Linked DNA regions of Hordeum vulgare: region 2 is linked to region 1. Evidence: chromatin contacts called from public Hi-C data. All regions are on one chromosome and are shown on one strand. Each heading gives the region's core, a stretch centred on a gene start, on an enhancer-like site or on the middle of the called end of the contact. The rest is flanking DNA. Distances are from core to core; before and after follow the strand shown. Region 1 holds the start of LOC123425450 (eukaryotic translation initiation factor 5A-like). Region 2 holds the start of LOC123425451 (probable WRKY transcription factor 4).

Region 1 (7,033 bases), core at 1,013-3,512:
AGCCACACCTAAGGCAAGATTCTTTATTTGAGAAATAAGTCCCACATGTTATACACACAAAAACTGTGGGAAGATTTCCTTAGGCAAACCAAAAGTGTGGCCAAGAATTTTAATAACACGTAAAGTAAGGCAAGTGTAGCAAAATTAGTCACCAACCAAACAGGTTCTCAAATACAGAAGATAGCAATCATAGATATGGCTTATTATTACGCCTAAAATAAATTCCAAATAAAACTGATAACTAAGATCAGAAATGTCAACACCACTCAGGATATTTTGGAGTATAGAGAGAACTAACAGAATATAAGTGGTGATATAACTCGTATCAAGCAAAAAAGATAGCATAAAGAACCTAACAAATGAGTAAGGACATGTCCTTACCACGAATATACACATGCAAAAATAAGAACAAAATGCTTAAAGATTGTCAATCAAACCTGGGTCAGGATAGCATCATCAGTTGGGAGTTTAAGATCATCCTTAGTGCTACCATTCTCAGTAAGAAGGCTCACCTAAAACAAATAATATAGTAAGTATCGAAGCCAACAACAATGCACAATAAAATTCATTTTTCTTGATTATAACAGAACGTACAAATCCATCCTCTGATATGTCAATCAGCTGATACTCAGTACGGTCTACATGTGGCACCTGAAAAATATAGAATAATGAGTTTATTTGTAAAACAGAACCAACCAAAGTTCTGACTTAAACATTCATAAATAAACTTACATCGCAGTTGTGGGATGAAGGAACAATGTCCTCAAGCTTTTTACCATTGAATATATCTAAGGCAACAAAGTGGCATTTAGCATGACCGTGCTTTCCAGTCTTTGAGGTAGAAACCTCCACCACCTGTAGCACAAAATCACATAAGAGACTCGAAAATCAATGGGAAAAAAGCACCACATAATTGCAGGCATAAGCCTTGATACTGTCTAATCACAGTGATAGCGATAAGAACTTACAGGAAAGAACAGGTGGAGAGATGTGTACTAAAAAGGTAAGAACAACAATCACCATGAGTACCTCACATAGTGCACAACATGCTAGATAAACATGGATAAATTAGTTTTAGCTTTTGAGTCAATTAACTGTTTGTCCCTTCCGAATTTCAAGAAACAGAACAAATTTATGATCGAGGATTTCTTTGGAGAAGTCAAGGCAAAAGATTGAGAAAGAAAGGTATTGCTTCCTCCAGTAGGTCTATGTACATGCAGGAAGCTTTAAATCTCAATCATATTCAATCCAAACATGTCGACAGTGCCTATTACACTTCGATTCCAATCTTAATTTTCCGACGTGTTATAGCTAAATCACCGACTGTACAGATATATAGTTTAAATAGCCTGAGTGGAAATCCCTTTTTGGTTACCAAACTACTCCCTCCGTCCCAAAATAAGTGTCTCAACTTTAGTTCGTTGAGACACTTATTTTGGGACGGAAGGAGTATTTCATTGTACCCCACAAAATACTAGGAAAATATTATTAATATTACAGGAATAATGGACGTTAGCAATTTTAGTTGTATAATATCCCATCACATGACTTCTGTTTGGATATCATCTAGCCACGTCTTCCCCTGTTTCAAGCCCCTCCTAATTAATCGTGCACAGTACATGGTCAAAATAGCTCCCCTCCCCTATAAATAACAACTCCACCCTTTTCCTTGGGCTTATATACTGCCAATCAGTCAATCCACAGTGATACGGAATCCATCCTACGACAACTCTCAAACAGAAAATAGCAGCATCCGGGGATAACAACATCAGTATTCCATCATAGCACGGCGGCCATGAACAACAGCATCGGAATTTCCGATCACACACAAACAAACCATCCAACCGGGATCAGAGGCAAATACGTACCTTGCAGGGGCGGTTCTTGATGACGAGGTAGCCGCCCTTCCGGATGGCGCCGGCCTGCATAGGGTAGGTCTTGGACGCCCCGGCATCGGCCTTGGACTCGAACTGGTGGTCCTCGGAGTCCGACATGGCGACCTTAGTTACTAATTAGCTACTCCCCCTGAACAAACCAAATCCAAGCAACGAGATTAAGGCTTCGAAGCTCCAAATCAAAGAATCCTTGGCCACTATGACACCCGAACTGCCAGAATAGGAACTGAATCCCGCGAGTTCACCTGGGCTGGATGGATCACGACGCGCGAGGAGGAGAGAGGGAGGGGCGCTGATGATGATAAGTGATAAGCTCGCGCCGAATCCTAGGGTTCGAGCGCATTTATAGCGCTAACAGCGCGTGCTCCGGCCACACCCACCTGCCTACCTCTGCTGATTGGACCGACCTGTGAGGATGACGGTGGGGCCGGAGAAGGTGCGGGCCCGCATCTCGGCGGAAGAGGGGCTTTTGTCGATGGGTGGAGGGAGAGATCGGGGCCGTCGGTTTGGTCGGGGGGGGTGGCAACAGGTGTACGGCTGCGGAAGGCAGGGCATCTCTTCGCGTTCGAACCACGCCATGGGGCGGCTCGAGCATCTTTCTCTCTGTTCTTTTCTTCTGCCTTTCTATGGCTTCTTTTCGCTGATCGGTGATCAGAAAACTCAAGTCAAATATCTGATTCCGATAGGATAGGGATTCCTTGCGAGGACGTCACGGTGCACTATATTGGGATGACTGTTGTGTTGAATTGCCTATTTGCTTAGTATTACCTCTGTTTAAAAGGCACAATTAAATTTATGTGCATTTTCATAATAGACAAGGTTTAAGACTCATTGCATTCACTTCTAACAGTTAATTAGTACTTCAAGTCCGGCACACGTATTTAGATCATCAATTTGATTAATTTAATAAGAGACATATATAACAAAAAATGTATCATTAGAAACTTTAGATGTTCTATTTTCTAATGATATAATTTTTATGTTAAACAATATATTTTATATAAGTTAAATTGACGATCGAGGTACACGTACATGCCTTCTAAACTGTGACGGAGAAAGTACTTTTATATGCATGTGTAGTGTGAATGTTATTTTTTACCCCATCTCACAGCCACTCAATAGCCACGTAGGTTCAATAGAATTTTCAAACACGCCTTTTAAACCGTGACGGAGGGAGTACTTTCTTCGTAAGTTAATATAAAAAGGGGGAAAAGATAACGTCCACACGCATTGATCTGCGTTCATTTATGCTTTGCATTAATTTTGGCATTTTTGGCATTCTTTTTAGGCCATGTAGAACTGAGCTCGTGTGTGGGTATTTAGCCACTTCGCCCACACGCCCGTTTTTTTAGGAGGAATCTTTTTGATTTTTGGCTTTAAAATGGTTTATTTTCTAATTAAAAATCTGTTTTTAACATTAAATCCGTCTCGACATGATCTTTAAAAGATATCATGTTGATATATTTTGATGGAAAAAAAATCAGTCAACAGTCGCCATGATGTTACAGTGTAGTTGTCATAGTGTTTACACCACACTTCTCATGACATATTTTATCTATTTTTTCTTCTAGATTTAAAGCTATCGTTATATTTTCAACTATTTTTTACGACAATTTTTTATTAATTAACCATGATAATTTTTAGTAATTAACCACGGCAAATTTAATGTATGGATCATGGCAATTTTTAGTAATCCATCACGGCAAATTGAGTTTATAGATCATGGCAATTTTAGAATTTTAACCATGATCGATGAAAAACAAATTGACCAAAAGTTGTCATGATGTTTATATTCTAGTTGCCATAATGTTTACACTAAAGTTGTCATGACATGTTCTACCTATTTTTTTCTTTTAGATTTAAAGCTATCGCTATTTTTTTAACTATTTTTGACGGCAATTTTTATTAATTCACCATAACAATTTTTTTCATCATGGTAATTTTAGTTTATTGTTCATGGCAAGTCTTTGTTTCTTAATTCCCTGTTTTAGAATATGTCAAAATTTAGTTTTAAATGCAGAAGAAAAAATAGGTGAAACATATCATAACAACTTTAGCGTAAACACCATGGCAACTACAGTGTAACATCATGACAATTGTTGCCCGAAAAAATCATCGAAACATATTGATATGAGATCTAGTTTCGAAGATCTCGTCGCGATGGATTTAATGGTGAAAACGGATCTTTAATCGGATTTTTTATTTATAAGATAAAACATTTTAAAAACCAAAAATCCAAAAATATACCCACATGCATGCATGCGGTGTGGGCGTTAGCTGTTTTGCCCACATGGGAGCGTATGGGTTGTTTCTCTTACACACCACACGGGATGTGTGGGCAACACCCCTTAACTCCCACACGCGTGGCGTTGGATGATCCAGACGTTTTTATATTAGTTTACAAAGGGAGTAATAAATAGGTATTTTTTATTAAATTAATCGACGAGTAAATCATTAGCATAACATTAATAAAATTAAAGTTGATATTTGATCACGCAAGAATACACTACGTTAACAGCAGATATATCTACGTATAATGCTAGCATAGCTAAAACAGAAATCAATAGTAGCGATATAGACAAGTTATACCCACCAATCGGCCATGTAGAGGCCGCGGCGATGGCAGCAACGTCCTCGATGGTCTTCTTCTTAGTTTGGAACTTCTTGACGGTGGCATGATCGACGTCGGTGGACATGGTGATGACGAAGGCGACACAGATGTAGAGGAAGCTGACGAACGGTCGCGACCAGTCGCGTAGGAGACTGTGACATCCACAGCTTTTGTTAGAGTAATTTCTGTAATTAAGCTACAATAATCTTATACTAATGATGCCACGTCGCCGGGATTACTATTGTTAATCTCGCGTAGTTTCAAACCAATGCAAATTAAAATTTTAAAATAAAGTAAAACAATAGAAGTCCCCAATTATCAAAACTAAAACGTTCCAGTTGTAGCAAATGAATAATGATTAATATTTTCTAAAACTAAAATGAAGTAAAGAGTAAAAGATATAACTAAACAAAAGGGTTAAAATAAACTAAAAATGTAAATAAATAAAAGAAAAAAAACGGCCCAACTGGGCCAACCAGCCCAGCCGGCCACCCAGCCCACCATACCCTCGGGGGTATAAAACCCCCCAAACCTAGCCCCACTCCAACTCCCTCCCACCTATGCCGCCACTCCACCCCGCAGCGCTGCCCACCAACCCCCACTCACCCGTCGAACCCACCCATCCCCACGAGGGGAACCTCCCTCAGCGTGCCTCCCTCGCTCGCCTCGCATCCCCCATTGCCACCACCCACCATCGAGCCCCCCACCTCGCCTCCCCTGGTTTCCCTCCCCTCGTTCACCCACCCCCAGCGCCTCCCAGATCCCCATCGCCTCTCGCGCCACCAGGCCCTCCTCCGTCCGCCTCGCACGGGTCGAGCCCCCCACCGGCCGAGCCCCTCGCTGGCCGGCCCTCCGGCGGCCCCTCCTCCTCCGGCCCGCCTCCGACCGAACAAGCCCTTCCCCTCCGGCCCTCCTCCGGCCCGTTCCGGCCGCCTCCAACCGCCGCACCACCGGCTCCCCACCGGTCGGCCCCCTCCTCCGGCTCCTTCCTCTCCTTCGGCCGACCCCGCCGTCATTGGTTCGTCTCCACCGCACCACCAGTCGGTTCCTACATTGCCGGACTGCACCACCTCCACCTCGCCGGTCCTCCTCGCCCCGGCCACCTCTACACCAAGTCGATGCTTACACTACGGCCGCGGTGAGCCCTCGGGATCCTCTCCTCCACCCCGTTTTCCCCGCATTTCGCCGAGCCGGCGGCCCCGTACTCGCACCCACCACCTCGCCTCTGCGCCGTGTTCCCTCTTGCTAGTCAGGAGGAGGAGGGGATTAGCACCTGAGATTCTTTAGAGAAAAGAAGAGAAGGAAAACAGGATATATGTGTGTATATGTATGAAAATATGTGTGTATGTATGATTGTACGTGTATAAAAATTATATACAGATTGTGTGTGTGTGTGTGTTTTCTGTGTGTGTGGGGCCGATGGACCACTACCATGTGGGGCCAACCCCCCACTCTCACTGACATGGAGGCCCCACCCCCTGTGTTGAAATAAAAATGAATAAAAATAATAATATATAATTAATTAATTAATTAAATCAATTAGTGTAATTAGATAGTTTTAGTACCTGTTAAGTTGATAGGAAAATGACATGTGGGTCCAGCCCAATTAACGATTAATTAAAAACTGTTAATTTAATTATGTTAGTTAATTAACCTAAGCAGTATATGACAGCTGCGCCCCACCCCACTAATTAACCTGATTAAATATTTATTAAATCCTAAAAATAAATGTGCGTGTGACATATGGGACCCACTGGTCATATTTGACCTGTCAAAGTTGTTGTTGACTGCTGATGTCATAATTGAAATATCTGAATTATTTAAATCTGATTAATACCTAATATTGAATAAAACTTTAAACATTAATATAAAATAAACCGTAAGTCAGATAAAAATATTTTGAACATGAAAGTTCATCTGCAAAATGAGATGAATCCGGATACGTTATCCGTTCGTGTGTCACACGTCCCTAGCATAGCAAACATGGAACTTTTCAATCGTTTTTATCTGACCGGTAGTAGCGAGAGAATCGAGAAATGTCATCCGATATTTTCCCGACCAGTCTATGACGGATAGCACTGCATTAGCTCATGCCTAACCCTGCTTTGACATGTCTGTTGGGGAACGTTGCATTGGAAACAAAAAAACTCCTACGCACACGAAGACCTATCATGGTGATGTTCATGTACGAGAGGGCGGATCCACATACCCTTCTAGATCGCTAAGCGGAAAGCGTTAAGAAACGCGGTTGATGTAGTGGTATAGCTTCGTAATTCAAATCACCGTCGTCCCACGATCCGTCTCGATCTAGCACCGAACGGACGACACCTCCGCGTTCAGCACACGTACAGCTCGGTGACGATATCCGCCTTCTTGATCCAGCAAGAGAGACGGGGAAGTAGATGAGTTCTCCGGTAGCGTGACGGCGCGCCGGTGATGGTGATGATCTATTCCTGCAGGGCTTCGTCCGAGCACCGTAGAAATCCGATCTAGAGGAAGAACTACGAGGTATAGGTTTGAGTTGCAC
Region 2 (7,851 bases), core at 4,291-6,790, 140 kb before region 1:
CAGGCTTGGAGGTGTTTGAATGAACCTAATTCTTTAAGTGCACGTATTCTGAAGGCAGCTTATTATCCAGACTGCTCTATTATGGAGGCGGACCTGGGCCAAAACCCTTCTCAGATTTGGCGCGCAATAGTTGACGGCAGAGATATTATGAGGCGGGGTGCAGTTATGAGAATAGGAGATGGAAAGTCTACACATGTATGGCAACACAATTGGATCCCCCGGGCAGGCATGATGAGGCCTCTTGTTTCTCTGGTACCGAACCCACCACAGCTTGTCGTAGATTTAATTGAACCCTCCTCAACATCTTGGAGAGAAGATGTGACCAGACAGGTTTTTGTGCCTGTGGATGCGGAGGCTATCCTGAGAATTCCGCTTTGCACTAGACAGGTGGATGACTTTTGGGCTTGGTCTGAGGATCCTCGAGGTCGCTTCTCAGTGCGATCGGCATATAAGATGACTTACCGTATTAAGATGGGTAGAGAAGCATGGATAGAAGAAGATGAGCACACTTCGGATCTGTAGGGCGAGATGAAGAGTTGGAGGTCTCTGTGGAAACTGCAGGTGACTTCAAAATTGTAAGTTTTCACGTGGAGGCTCCCTCAACATTCACTAGCCACAGGTGATGTCCTGCAACACAGAAATATGGCTGTATCCGACGTGTGTGAAGTTTGTGGGGCGCAGGATAACTAGCGACACTCTCTGCTGGACTGTACAATGTCTAGGAGCACATGGGCGTTGGTAAAGTAGGAGATGGTTCAACACATGTCTATGAATCGAGACGACAATGCAAAGATTTTTTTTTCTATATTTGAATCACTTCCTAATGGTGAGCTTGTCGCCGTTGTCACGCTCTGGGCTATCTGGTTGTCACGGCGGAAAGTCATACATGAAGGTATTTTCCAAACAATATGGTTGTCACGCTCTGGGCTATCTGGTTATCGAGGATCTATACCTGCAAAAAATATCAGTAGCGTCCGACTGCAAGGTGGCTGTGGATGCAATCAAGAATGGCACATCGGCGCAATATGGGGTTGTGGTTCATGAAATGATAGAACATTCTGTAGTTTTCCCTTCTTGTTTGGTTAGTCGTGAATTTAGAACCTCCAATGTGGAGGTTCACAATCTTGCGAAGCACGCCTTAGCTCTCGGGTTTGGTCGCCATGTTTGGTTAAGACTGCCCGGAAATTTGAATTTCGTCCCTGTAAATCTAGTGACGGTTGAATAAAGCTTTGTGAGTTTGTCTAAAAAAAAAGAACCTGTATTTCATTTTATTTTCTTGCCAATAATGTGCCAGGGCAGAACAGAAATTATGACAACCACATAGATTTCAATTATTCTGTTAAATGACTTCCGGTATACATACATATTAGTTTTCAGAAACACAACTTTTTTTTAATCACTGTCAGTCACAGTAACATCTTAACAAACTGCACTTCAAATTGCAGTTAGGTTAACACGCGATCATTGCCTTGTGCTGTTTCACTGAAATATCCAAGTTCTCAACAGAAAATATGTGCACCTGAATCGCAGTCATGCTGGTTCAACTGGAAGGTTTTAACCAACAATGGACAATCATCATGTTCAACAGTTACAACTTATGCATATCCTATTGCAATAGCACTTGAAGCAAGGAATGCAAGACTCACAACCGGAGTGGAGAATATACAACAGTTGCAGCAAAACAGAGCATGGGCAGCAACGGCGCGTCATCGAAGAACCAATCGAATCGTGTTTCTTTCTTGCACGAACCACCGAAAGATTACACTAGAAAGCGAGATCGTTCAGAATGACCGTTCCGTATTTTCTTTTTTCCGAGCTACTGCAGAAGCTAGCAGCTGGTTGTTCTGAATAAGTCTGCTCTTTGCAGTGGTGTGAACCTGTGGCCTGGCTTCTGTTCCTAGACTCAGGCACGTCATGGGTATGCTTCCCTTCGTATGTAGTTATCACAGCATGTGGTTCCTGGGAAGATCTCTCGACATGCTTCTTGACGTCGCAGCCTTGGTAAGTGCACTTGTAATAGCTCCTACATGGACAGAGTACGGAACTCAGGTTCGTGGATTTCTTAGATCTCAAAAACTCTATGAGGATACAGTTTTTCAATTAGGAGTACATTCTCTATGCCAGCTGGCTCTAGTGAAAAATAACAGAAGGTGCATCACCAAACAAACAATTGATAAGCGTGCAGATTGTTCGTCGCCACACTGAGAATAAAAGAAGAAACATATTCCTTATTTGACCAACTATCTATGATGCAGTCAAATGTGTACTCATTCAAATAAACCAGAGCAGCAGTTACAGATTCTACTTAGATCAGCAGCAGGATCTTCATATCAGTTGAATTATAAGATAGGCAAGGCATGGATTCTTTGCCAAATGATTCCATGGCCAATTGTACAGAGGATGGATATTGGCTGTCATTAACAAGCAGTAACAGTCGTGCTTTTTAAGCTTGTCACGTGTATATTTCTCTTGAATGCGAATGTAAAGCTTTTTTCATGCATTGCTGCAAGACAAAAAAAGTCCCATGCCTGCGCAAGTGCAAGTGAGCCATGCGTAGTTGTCAATAACAAATATCAAGTTGATGCCAACAAACTCCACAGGCTTCAACATTAACTAATTAGTATTCAAGGCAGTTAGGACACATTTTTCCAAGATAAAATGATAAATAAGAAACTTCAAATTTAAAAAATAAAAAGGGATAATGGCCTTACCTTGGGTGAGGATTTCCTCTCACCACTTTCTGTCCATACTTGCGCCACCTATAGCCATCGTCCAAAAGATCAACATCGCTTGTTGTACTCACAATAATTTTTTGACCTGGTGCATTCCTGCCTCATGGAAATAATAATAGTAAGCTTAAAGATGCTAATTAGGAAGTGGATGAACTTAGCAAAGTTCCAAGTAGGGAGTTCATGTTCAGCTGTAGGAAATACCTTTCATTTGCATCGGCATCACCAACATCTCCATCAACAGTTCTTATTTCACCATCATCTTCCCGGATATCACTTAAACTAGATAATTGCTCATCTCCCTCTTCCTTCGTTGGCAATAAACCATCCACCATCGTGCCATTTGGCGTTATAGGTTTTGGTTTTCCATAATAACCTTGACAACCTAATAGTGATCTGGTTGAAGGTTCCTCGGCATCATTGAGTTCATCTAACTCGTTCAATAAATCACCACAATCTTTAAACCTCTTTGAGGGAGGTTCATGACAGTGCTGACCTCTATAAACTATTTTAATAATTCGTCCATCTGCAGAGTGCTCCACATTTTTTCTGACCGGGCAGTTCAGGGTACATTTGTAATAGCTCCTTGGACACTTCCCGCCCTTGACTGCCTTCTGTCCATATTTACGCCAATTGTAGCCATCATCAGCAGGTTTATCCAGAGTGATGGAAGAACCTTGGAGTGCTTCCAGAAATCCAGCTGATCCAGTGTTGATACTGTCCAGAGTGGTGGATGAACCTTGGAGCACTTGTAGAACTCCAGCTGATCCAGTGTTGATACTGTCCAGAGTGGTGGATGAACCTTGGAGCACTTGTAGAATTCCAGTTGGTCCAGTGTTCATACTACCACTACCAGTATGTGATGGCAAAGTCGACATACCCTGCATGGATGCCGCGATTACAGAAGTGACATGCTGAGGTGTCAGTACTGAAGTTGCCGGTTTGAAAGAAGAAGAATTGTCCACTCGATCAAGTATACTGTATTTAGGAAAAGCTAGTTGAGGTGCAACCTTCGGATGTAATAACGCCGCTTGTTTTTCCTGCAACTCCTTCTTTTGAGCTACCTGTGCTGCCACCTGTGCTAGGTCTTGTTCATTGAACACATCAAAGTTATCCTGCAAAAGATGAAAAATATAAATACCATTTTTAATAAAACATAGGAGTACTATTGCAATATTAACTAAAAAGATGTACGACATAGCATAGGAAAAGTGTGTATTGATGTGGTCTTGGGCAAATATTGATGCATTGGAATCTGGTCAAGCATCATCTCTCGCAAAAAAAAAACAAGCATCATGAGCTAGATTGCACCTATATGGATACACATATCAGTATCGGGGTGATAGTGATACATAAATACGTCATATCTGAAAAGTGTCAATACGAGGGATACGTTTGACTATTTTTGAAAAATAATATAAAAAATATGCTATCAATAAGCATCAAGCCATTTAGCACATATTTAGTCGGTGTAGTCCATTATCTTCTACGCTCTTATATTTCTTTACGGAGGGAGTATCTTCTCATCCATGGTTCCAACAAAAGCAAGAACCAACAGCCAACTTGTTCACCAAACATAAAAGTTCAGTTAAAGAGAAAGGGGGGAGGAGGAGGAGGGTATCAGCAGCCTTCCATTAGAGAGAATTCTGTATGATAGTGGGGGGAAGGGGAGCCGGGAGCACCGGGGAAAGGCGCCCACCACCGGCACTGCTAGAGTCCGAGAGGTATCGGGGGCAAAAAATCAGTATCCGATACGGGTACACTGGTTGCCGAAAGTATCGGTTTTTTCTTGATCATGAGCAAGCAGTACAATACATGTTGGCTGTTAGGTCGACTATGGCAACTCCATATAGCTGATTGTTGACTATACTACTCCGTAAACCATGGTTTGATTGCGGTCAAGGGATGATGCTCTAACTACTAACAGATCACAAATCTACTCCACCATTTCAAGAACACGCAATAAACATCCGGTTCTTTAAAAGATCGCCCGCCCACTAGTGCGTCCTTGTAGATTGCGACAATTAGCTTGTCTAATTCGACCTGTTAGCACGTGAAAGAAATCGGGGCGCGCCCAGCACGTCATGTGCAGCTGTCGGCAAGGCAGAAGGCACACATCGGCGACCTTGACAGTTACTACCAGTGCACGGAGCGAGGCCGACCCGCGATTAATTTGACGAACGTGCAATGCAGGCCATTCGTCCGGGGAGAGGCTGGTCCCCTTGGGCTGGGCCCCCCCAGGGCCAATTAATTCCAAGGGGCGCCAGCGGCAGTCCGCGGAAATCCCGATCCCGCGGCCTAAAAATAGCAATGCGGAGGGTGCTGGATTGGCCACGAATACAGAGGAAAATCTACCCTGTTCATGCCCGATTCAGTATCTGTACTGCTACCAGTAATTACTAATTGTGTTGTACGTACTTGCCACAGATGGAGTACGTACTAGTAGGATTACATATTAATCAATCAAACAGGACGGCAGCAGCGAGCGAGCGAGCGTGCGATTAGGGAGGGGACGGAGGTGAGATGAGATCGATCGCCGGTACCTGGGGGTACCCGAGGAGCGCGATGGCGCAGAGCGGCGGAGGGGGAGCGAGCTGCGCGAGGGACCCCCCGAAGAAGCCCAGCTGCGCCGCCGCCGGCTGCTCGTCGGGGAAGAGGCTCTCGAGCGCCTGCGGGGACCAGAGGCCGCCGCCGTCGCCGATGGCCGACCACTGGCCGGCCGCCATGGGCGAGCACGCGCGCGCCGGCAACGAGCGAGCTGGATGGAGGGAGGGAGGAGGGGAGGTGGATGGATGGATGCTTTCTGCTGTCAGATTGGTCGCCAACGCCAAGTAGCCCAGTATTTATTCCCCGGGAGCGCGTGTGTGCGATGCGAGTGGGCGAGGCAACAAAAAACGCACGGAGGGCGCTGAATGATTGGTGGCTCCAGCTGCTACGTCCAGGGCCCGGCGGAAGCCCGCGGATTCGCCGCTCCCGCCAGGGCCAGGCAGGGGACGGAAGGAGAACCAGCCCGGATACTTTCCGAAACAGTAACGGAGATATTTGTTCACTCGTTCTAAACATGGTAACCCGGCCGAACAGACGGGCCAATCCAGATATCCGTCACTTAAGAGCATCTTGAGCCGCGTCCCCAACACGTCCTTTTCACATCATCTGTTTTCATCGGTCAAGAAAAAATAATCCACTCGTATATTCAGGAATCGATTTTTCGTCGATAATGGTAGATATTGACATCGACGGTCCCAGCCCGAGATCAATGCGCCGGAGACACCGACGAAAGGAAAAACAACGCATCGGCCCTGTCAGGCAAAAAAGGCTTTTTCTTCTCCGGATCCGCCCCTCGCACACGACACCTTTCGCCACCATGCTGATTCCGACGCGGCCCACCTGCCTACCGTCGCTACGAAGGCCATCTCCTAATGGACGGATGTAGGGTTCGCCGCGGCTTCGCCCCCTCCCTGCTTCTTGGCGAGTTTTCTCGGCGCTCTGGGCACGTACGCGGCTGCGCATCCGTCACACCCATCAGGTATTCGACGATTTGCCTGGGCGATGGACTCCGACGAGGAGGAGGCGTTCATGGGGCTACTGGAGGAGGAAGCTGATGACGACGCCCAAGATGAAGAGTACCTCATGGTCCTCGCCGCTCTGGCCGACCTGTTCGCGAGCAATGCAAAGTCGCGGCGAGGTGGCTTGGCGCCGGGCCGACTGAAGGCAAAGCAGAGGCATCAAGTGGAAGGTTATTTATTGCTCTGCACCGACTACTTCGTCGACGTTCCTGTGCATGACGATAAAGTATTCCGGTGCAGTTATCATATGAGCCGGAAGCTCTTCCTCAAGATTGTGAATTCTATCAGGAAATTCGACACCTACTTCAAGTGCAAAAATGATTGCACCATCACACCTGGATTCATCTCGTTCCAAAAGTGTACGACAGCTATGAGGATGCTTGCGTACGGAGCTCCAGGTGATATTCTGAAAGACTATGGACGCATGGCCGAGTCCACCACTGATACATCTCCAACGTATCTATAATTTTTGATGGTTTCATGCTATTATCTTGTCAAACTTTGGATGTTTTGCATGTCTTTTATATATTTTTGGGACTAACTTATTAACTCAGTGGCAAGTGCCAGTTCCTGTTTTTTCCATGTTTTTGACCCCTTTCAGAGGAGATTTTGAAACGGAGTCCAAACGGAAGAAAATCCCCGAAAAGATTTTTTCTGGAACGGAAGAAGATCGGGAAGCTTGAGAGCCAAGGCAGGGGAGCCTCATGGGCCCCACAAGCCCCCACCCCATGGCCAGGGGGTAGGCCGCGGCCCACAAGCTTGTGGGCCCCCTGAGCGCCCCCTGACCTAGGGTTTGTGCCTATAAATTCCCTAAAAATCTCAAAAAAATCAAGGGATCATCGAAAGTACTTTTCCGCCGCCGCAAGCTTCTGTCTCCGCAAGATCCCATCTGGGCACGTTCTGGTGCCCTGTCGGAGGGGGGATTCGGATACGGAGGGCTTCTTCATCAATACCATGACCTCTCCGATGATGCGTGAGTAGTTCACCATAGACCTACGGGTCCATAGCTAGTAGCTAGATGGCTTCTTCTCTCTCTTGGATCTTCAATACAAAGTTCTCCATGATCTTCATGGAGATCTATCCGATGTAATCTTCTTTTGCGGTGTGTTTGTCGAGATCCGATGAATTGTGGATTTATGATCAGATTATCTATGAATCTTATTTGAGTTTCTTCTGATCTCTCTTATGCATGATTTCATATCCTTGTAATTCTCTTCGAGTTGTGGGTTTTGTCTGGCCAACTAGATCTATGATTCTTGCAATGGGAGAAGTGCTTGGTTTTGGGTTCATACCGTGCGGTGACCTCACCCAGTGACAGAAGGGGTAGCGAGGCACGCATCGTGTTGTTGCCATCAAGGGTAAAAAGCTGGGGGTTTCATCATTGGTTTGAGATTATCCCTCTACATCATGTCATCTTGCTTAAGGCGTTACTCTGTTCGTCATGAACTCAATACACTAGATGCATGCTGGATAGCGGTCGATGTGTGGAGTAATAGTAGTAGATGCAGAAAGTATCGGTCTACTTGTCTCGGACATGATGCCTATATGTATGATCA

What was found. Hi-C and Micro-C count contacts between places; a contact is called where the count stands out from the background.
Region 2: a Hi-C map of leaf shows a contact between it and region 1, with 4 times the contacts expected there. The contact joins the promoter of LOC123425451 here to the promoter of LOC123425450 in region 1. A contact is called at or near these places in 3 of 6 Hi-C or Micro-C datasets (leaf and seedling).

Annotation. Positions count from the first base shown.
Region 1 is chr2H:118,149,389-118,156,421 of MorexV3_pseudomolecules_assembly, reverse strand. It overlaps LOC123425450 (eukaryotic translation initiation factor 5A-like), which reads right to left and starts at 2,262. Exons shown (of 6, transcript XM_045109155.1): 1 at 2,141-2,262; 2 at 1,869-2,025; 3 at 733-855; 4 at 595-651; 5 at 438-512. The coding sequence starts at 1,994.
Region 2 is chr2H:118,293,952-118,301,802 of MorexV3_pseudomolecules_assembly, reverse strand. It overlaps LOC123425451 (probable WRKY transcription factor 4), which reads right to left and starts at 5,540. Exons shown (of 5, transcript XM_045109157.1): 1 at 5,273-5,540; 2 at 3,740-3,844; 3 at 2,934-3,610; 4 at 2,712-2,828; 5 at 1,478-2,023. The coding sequence starts at 5,455. The coding sequence ends at 1,765.